Regions from separate parts of the Zea mays genome. Here region 2 is linked to region 1. The links are chromatin contacts, called in public Hi-C maps. All regions are on one chromosome and are shown on one strand. The core of a region is the stretch at or near the end of the contact, and the rest is flanking DNA. Distances in the headings are between cores, read along the strand shown. Region 1 holds the start of LOC103647950 (WEB family protein At3g02930, chloroplastic). Region 2 holds the start of LOC100383342 (D-alanine--D-alanine ligase family).

What was found. A called contact is a pair of places that touch in the nucleus more often than the background predicts.
Region 2: a contact with region 1 is called in a Hi-C map of leaf, with 4 times the contacts expected there. The contact joins the promoter of LOC100383342 here to the promoter of LOC103647950 in region 1. A contact is called at or near these places in 2 of 25 Hi-C or Micro-C datasets (ear and leaf).

What each region holds. Positions count from the first base shown.
Region 1 is chr2:224,456,195-224,460,005 of Zm-B73-REFERENCE-NAM-5.0, reverse strand. LOC103647950 (WEB family protein At3g02930, chloroplastic) reads right to left here and starts at 1,909. Exons shown (of 8, transcript XR_004856495.1): 1 at 1,711-1,909; 2 at 818-1,201; 3 at 1-84. It also overlaps the pseudogene LOC100283271.
Region 2 is chr2:224,782,220-224,786,030 of Zm-B73-REFERENCE-NAM-5.0, reverse strand. LOC100383342 (D-alanine--D-alanine ligase family) reads right to left here and starts at 1,817. Exons shown (of 24, transcript XM_008672460.3): 1 at 1,299-1,817; 2 at 584-655; 3 at 1-13. The coding sequence starts at 1,613.

The DNA.
Region 1 (3,811 bases), core at 660-3,159:
TTTTCCATGGCAGAATGATCTTTCGGGGTTCTTATTGCATATTCTCTAGAGAACGGATTCCCTTCTGGAGACCACATGTCGGGACTGAAAGTTAAGATATACTGTTAAAATCATTTTTCAAATGACATGCTGAAAAAATGAGCTACAACACATGGGCTCTGTTTGTTTCAGCTTCTATCTACCAGAAGTTGTTGCGGACTGCCAAACACCTAGCTTTTCAATCCACTTCTTTGAGAATCACTTTAGTCAAAACCGTCCAAAATTAATGTGAACACAGAATCGTCCGAGTCGTTGCGACGTCACTTTCTACGTCATAAACCCTATGAATTCTTTTTATCTTCTTCTGCACGTAATCTCACGATATTTAGATTCTCTCCACAACCAGATTCTCCCCACGGCACAGGCAGATTCTCAGAAAAGCTACTCAGAAAAAAAGCTAAACCAAACAAACCCATAAAGCCTTAAAACCCCTAAAAAAAGAGTGGCCACGGAAACAATAGTGGTAAAGAGGAACTAAACAAGGGTGGATCTAAACTGAACTACTTGTATCATCTCCATTGCATCATGGTGTCATCTATCTAACGAAAAAACATAAAACATCTATTTTCTATAGACATTGGTTTCACATACCATATCACGGTGTATTTGCTATTTTATATCTTATTTGTAGACGCGTTTCTAGATTCTAGTAACATGAACCAAATGGCAAACAGGTAACACGTTGGCCAATAGCCAATACTATCATTTCAGTCAATGGTAAACAACTTGTATCATAAGTAGTGTGGACAGTAATTTATCAGGTAATATGACCACTTACGCGACATCTTTGGCATGGTGGGGTGCATCAGATTCATCGTACAAAGAGCACGGAACATCACCCGAGAAGCTAAAGCATCGTTCCTCCACACAGCTGCTTCTGGCCGGGGATGAGAAGGACATGGACCTCCTGAGTTGTTTGGGGTTAGCCGGTTCCTCCTTATTCCGCTTCTGACGACGGCTTCTGGATCTCGACAATCTCGCGGTGGAGATGTCCTTTCCCTCATCTGTCTTTCTATGTCCAGTCCTGCTATCATTGACCGGTTGCCCGGCTCCCTCACCAGCGTTTGCAGCAGGGGACCCGAAGAAAAAGAACCTTCTCATGTTTCACAAGTGTCGAGGATTCACAGGTTCCTGGGTTTGAGATTCCGCCACAAACTAGTCCCTGCATGGGTTGCATATTGAAGCCAGTCAGGAGTCAGCAGAATGAAGCATGAGACACATTAGGTAGTAATTTGCATTTAGCTGAATAGCAGATCCTTTGTTCACGAATCTATCACGGAAGTAAACAAAAATATTAACAGCTTGTGTCCTTGGTGGCAAGGAACTGAACTCCCAACCTAAAAATCAGTCGAACAGGCTACACGCAAGGCCACCAGAGCACCCGAAAAAGGCAACAGCACTCCAATCCTCGATCCCAGGGGCACCGAATCGGCCCGAAACCCAAGACCCTGAATCAATAACCAACGGAAATCCGCACTCTCCCTGTCGACCCCGGAGGCGCCGCCGACCCACGGACGCCCTTCCGGTCCTGCACGCCGCAGCGCGTCGATCGCCCGAAACCTGACGCGGAATCCGAAACCTCTCCGCAGCAACTCGTACCGAAACTAAACCCCGGAGATAACTGGATTGCCGGATCGAGTGGAAGAGGAGGAGGAAGGGTGGAGCGCAAACCTGCGAGAATCTCAGGCGAGTCGATCGGAGTGGAGTGGAGCCGGCGGTGTGGGGGGGATATGGGGTAGCAACGGTCGGGAGGACAGATGAGCATTTGATTAGCGCGCACTAATTGCGATTAACAGCTACTAGCTGCCCTGGCCCTCTGCTGGCTCTGCTGGTTTGCTTTGGTAAGAAAGGAAAGGAAGCGGAGCGGTCCATTTTGAAATGGGAGCGGCGAAAGCGGGGTTGGTGGGCCCGTGGGGAGCGGGGTTCAGGTGGGCTTCGTATTCTGGAATGGGCCGGCCCGTTTAAATTTGAATGGGCCGCCGTCGTCATTTAATTTGTTTTTTTTTGGGCCTCATAGTTTTTCTGAGTCGGAATCTCAACGCCAGAACTGGATGGGTTGCACAAATGCATGATGGGACCACTGACTGAATAGGAAGGAGGAAGGTTTCTTCTTTCTTTTTTGCCATGTAAATAAAGAGTTGCAACCGGCGAAGGTAGAAGGGTGGGAATGTGGGATTGAGTAGAAATTGAACTCGCGCGCTGACATGCATTTGGCCAAGCTGATGGGGAGCCGGGCATGCATGAAAGCAGTTCTGTCTGGTTCTGGCTGTTAAAAAACAATGGTCTGATCTGATCTGACCTGACCACCGGGAAACGGACAGGCAGGCAGGTCCGCCAGAACACAGAAAGTCAAAAGCCATGACATGATAATGCTGACTGTTTGCCAAGCTTGCCGTCCTCCGATCCATGCTGCGGCCGGGCGTACTGATATATTACTATTAGTATAGTAAGGAGTATGGCAATAGTAATTAATACTATAATAATGCATGAGGGCATGAGAGTATGGCAGCTGGGCACACACATCGAGCTGGAATCTGAAATTCAAAAGCCGTCTACTACTAGCTAGCCCTGGCTTCTGACTGCAGGGAGGAGGAGATGGGCCCAGCCGCCAGCGCAAGGCATTGACCTGCTAGTACTATGCAGGAGGATAGGATAGGATAGGGATGTTCCGCGCAAGGCATTTTATTAGTGGTTTGGCTGCTGCTGAATTGCCTGGTACGGTGGGTGGGTTCCTCTGTTTTTCAACGCGCCAAAGCTGTTCACTTGTCGTCTGTGTCTGTCCTCGTGCACAGCGATCCGTCGTCAACTCGTCATGCATGTGCTCCTCGCAGCAGGTTTGGTGGACTTGTGCTCCAGGGGCAGCAGGAGCACGAGCAGGACCAGGTCAGGGCAGCGAATATGACTTGTGTTTATTAATTGTTATATCTAGCGTCGTCGGCGACACCGGTAAAACCCCCGCCCAGCTCACCTCTTCCCGGCCGGCGTTGAAGTGAAGTGAACTGGTGTTGTGATGCCTGCTGCCTGTCGTCTCGCTGCACCTACGTTGCCCAGAGACGTACGGTCGGGTCGGGTCGTTACCACAGTAGTTGGCTCTGGCAGTCAACCTCACCGCATGCCTTTGTCTTGCTGCAGAAAAGACGCGCCGAGCATGCATGCAGTCGTTGACCCGAGGCTCCAGCTCCAGCCCCAGCTCCACTATAGTCTCCCCAACGCGGTTTCCCTTCCACGTACCTCTAGCTAGCTAGCCAGTAGCCACGCTCCTATATCAACTCCCACCTCTCAGCCTAACAACCAAGGTCCATCCAACCAACCACAAGATCGAAACACTAACAACAACATGGACGCCATCTCCTGCCTAGCGCCTCTGCTGGCGACCTCCATCGCAGACGCGGCCATCGCCCGGGCGCTCCACTTCTCCTCCTCCTCCTCCTCCTCCTCCTCCGTCGCCGCCACCACCACCACCATCATATCACCAGACTCCTCCTCCGCCTCCTCCCACCACAACGACCTCCCCCCGGTGCCGGTGCCGGTGCCACCGCACGCCGCCTCCTTCCACCCCGTGCGCCAGAACCACCACCAGGCGCTGGCGCTGGCGCCGAGGGGAGCGCGCGCGGGGAAGCGCCGGTCGCGAGCGCCCACCACCACCTACATCAGCACCGACACCGCCAACTTCCGGCTCATGGTGCAGCAGATCACCGGCGCGCAGGAGGCGGACGGCGGCGACGTGGCCGGGGTGGACGTCACGGCGCTCCAGGTCCAGGCGGCCGCGCTG
Region 2 (3,811 bases), core at 568-3,067, 330 kb before region 1:
TGTTGGAATATAGCTGTGGGGCAAAACATGTGGAACAGTTATATTACTCTGACTGAATACGAGTTTGTAAAATAGCAACTAGCAACCGAAGTACATGTCTCAAACAACTTTATAAAAGATAAAAGGCTTTGTCATTTAGGTACTAGCTTCAGCAAAACAGAACATGCAATTGTTAACCAAATTCAACCAAGGGAACCTTTATCTTATTACAGTATATTGAAGTTGCTCGAATAAATGTAACTATCCCCAGTGAAGGTGCAGAAATCCATATAAGCTGAGCACCTTGGAATCGCAAAAGAAAAAGTTTGAGCTGACCACAGGGTTTTCTAAAACTAACAAAAATTGAGAAAATTCTGTTGCTAAGCTGAGCAGAGCTTGGTTCCTCGATCAGGGGGTCTCTATAAATAACACTAACAGACAAGCAACTAGGGAGAGTTGCTATAAAAAAATAGTGTGTGACCAACTCAATTAAAAAATGACACAGACAGCACAACCACCACTCACCAGAGTATATTCTGGTTATAGCATTATTATTATTATTATTATTATTAACAGCCAAGAGAATCCGAGCACGTGACGTCACCTGCGCAGGAGATATCGCGAAGGCCTTCATAGCACAGTCAATGTAGTAGCAGCAGACGACCAAATCCTCTCCCTGCATTGGACCATGAAAGGGAATACGAACGCGAGTGACGAGGCAGCACACAGGCGCGAATGGTTTCGGTGCACACTACACAGTACAGTCGGCATCAAGTTCGAAGCACTACTAGTTCCTAGCAGAAATGATGAGTGAGCTCTGTAGCTCTCTCTAAAACTCAAATGTATGCATTTCTGTTATGCAAATTAATAGAACGGGAAATTTGGATATGTATTACAACTTTTGATATATATCATTGATATCTCATTTATATGTGGGATCCACATGAGTGAATGATATGTGAAGCCAATGTTATATATCTAAAATTGTAATATTTTAATGGTATAGATCTAATTATTCTTAATAGAAATGGGGTTCTACTCTGTTAAAAAAAGAGTGGTCTGGTCATCGCAGTAGTCAGTGACCCCTTGGCCCCTGGGCGGGCGGCGCTGACCCGAATCATCAAAGCAATAAGCAACGGCACTAGTCTCACAGAAAGTGTAGCTCAAAAGTCAAAGCGGCAGCAGCTCGAATCCAACTCCCAGTAACGCGTCGCTATGTCTTCTCAAACCCGCGCGTCTCCGCGCCACGAACGGCAACGGTATCAGTATTTGAACTCAACAAGCGAGGCGAAACAGACGCGTGAGTGCGGACCGCATACCTGGATGTGATCCAGCACCGAGCGCGCGGAGTTGAGGGAGACGCCCCTCTCGCCGGAGGGCCCGCCGCAGACGAGGCCGACGCGGAGCGGCCTCCCCTGCTCCCCCGCCTCCACCCCAGCCTCCCGCTGCTCGCGATCGGACTCGGACACCGCCGCGCGGAGCGGAGCGGGGCCTCGCGCCGCGGACGTGAACCCTAGTGGCGGGGACGAGACGAGCGCGCGGAGCGGCGCGGCGAGGGCGCGGAGGTGGCGAAGGGTCGGGGAAGAGAGCCGGGCCCGGGGCAGGGGCAGGGTTTGGGGACGCGAGAGCAGCATGGTGGGGGAGCAGGGCAGGCAGGCAGGCTAGGCAGCGATCGTGCTGATGCGGCCGTGCACCGTGGAGGAGTAGCTGGTGCTGGGAGCCGACGCGGGAGTGGGAAAGCGGGAGAGCGATGTGAAGTGCGGAAGGCGTGGCAACGCCCAGGCCCATATCCCTTTTTGTAGCGGAGGAAGCGGCCGGCGCCGGCTCGTCGTCTTCCCCTGGCTGGCGATGGTGCAATGCCAAAGAGGCATTTCATGATCAACGTTATTTGTGTCATCCCGTCCAGTCTCATATTGTTGTTAATAATAATAATTTGGACGGCCGTCTCATATTTTAGTTCCGGGGCGGCAATTGCCTGTAGTACGTCGGCTTATTATGATTACGATGCCCCCTATGTTTATTGCTTGAACTTTACATCTATGGTGCATGCTAAAGTTTGTCACTATACTTTTAACTAAACTTTAGCATAACAAATTCAAAGATGAGTGTTAAAAGCTAACAATAGATGTCTGGCTTGGGTTTCTATCATATACCTCATCCGCCACTCTCAGGAAAAAGGATTCCAAAACAGCCCTTGTTACGGTTGTTGGTAGTACTCTTTCGGGTGATCAGTTGGTGGCGCAATTGCAACGTGTTGTTTCAAGTAAGTGGAATTGGGAACCTGTTGTTCATGAGCAGAACTCTTTCATTGTCACGTTTCCATCTAAGAATGAGCTACAGAGGGTCATTGCCTTTGGGGGTGCGGATGTCCGGGATAAAAATGTGCCCATGGGGACAAGGATGCAATTTCAGGAATGGCATGAGGAGGAGGAAGGTTTTCTGTTACCTAAGGTTTGGATTCGGGTCACCGGAATCAGGAAGAAATTGAGAGAATTTTTGAATCTCTGGGCCATTAGGTCTATGCTTGGGTCTACACAAACGGTTGATATGGAAACTACTCGCAAGAACAATTTTGGCCGGGTGTTGGTTGCTGTGTTGGATCCCAAGTTGTTGCCGACAAAGTTGGATGCTGTTATCGGCGACCACTACTTTGAATTAAGATTCGAGGTCGAATCAGTGGGTTTTGATGAAAACGGTGATGAAGTAAACCAGAATTTTGGGGATGGAAATGATGGCGACAATGAGAACATGGATGAAGATGATCCCAATGATAGCAGTAGCTTGGACAGAGAGGGGAAGCGCTCTAAGAAGGACCTCTCTCGCTGCCAAAATGGAAGTGACACTTCTATGGGAATGGGTGGGGCTGCCCCTGGTGGCACCTCTGCAGCCCCTGTTTTGGCACTTGAGCATGGAGTAGATACGGAGGAAAAGATCAGGAAAATGGCAAATGAAATTATGGATATAGTCGTGGATATGTCGCTTGACTTTTGTGTTGACAAAGTTCTCGCGGAGGAAGATGGCGAATACTTGGAAGGAGCAGCTGATGGCATTTCTATTGACATGGTGGCTGAATCTCCTACTGATTGTCCCATGAAGGTTGTGAATGGTGGCTCACTAGATGGTGTGTTGGTGGACAAATTGCCTGCTGCGTTTTCTGTGGTTGGAGGGGTATCTGATGATGGTGTGTGCGGTGGTGGATCTCCTTCTGAGGCCATGTTGATGGCTGATACTGAGGCCACAATGGTGGCTGCTGATCTGGTGCAGGAATCGCATCCTGGTCGGCCGCGGGAATGCCTTGCGGTTTATGCGCGCCGTGGGGCTGTCTCTGCGCCGCCTTGCTCCAGGAGGGGGCTGCAGCAGCCTGGACTTGGCGCCCTCTCATCAGATATGCTGGTGGCCGCTGCGGGGATCAAGGAGGTGGTGTCGCAGCCCACACGTTCAAGCCCAAGGCTTGCGGGCGGGGCTGATCACCACATTTTGGAGAAGGCCAAGCTGAGGGCTGCATGGAGGAATCTTGACGGTCCAGGTAAATCCATATCCTCTGGCCCTTTCTCTTTTCCTAATGATGTTATCTCTACTATGGTTAGCAATATAGGGGTATCTCTAGGCTCTAATCAAAAACAAGTTTCAGATTCAGTTTCTCTTTTAAATAGACTTGAGCTCCACAATTCTGAACCCCAATTAGATAGTAGCACGTTTTTTTCTGGCTCAGAGTTTGAACATTCTGATAATGATGAGGTGGACAAGTATGAATCTTACAATCTCACTCTTGGACACTTATGTGGTGACTTTGTGGAGGAGGTTATGGATGAGGACAGTGATCACCTAAGTT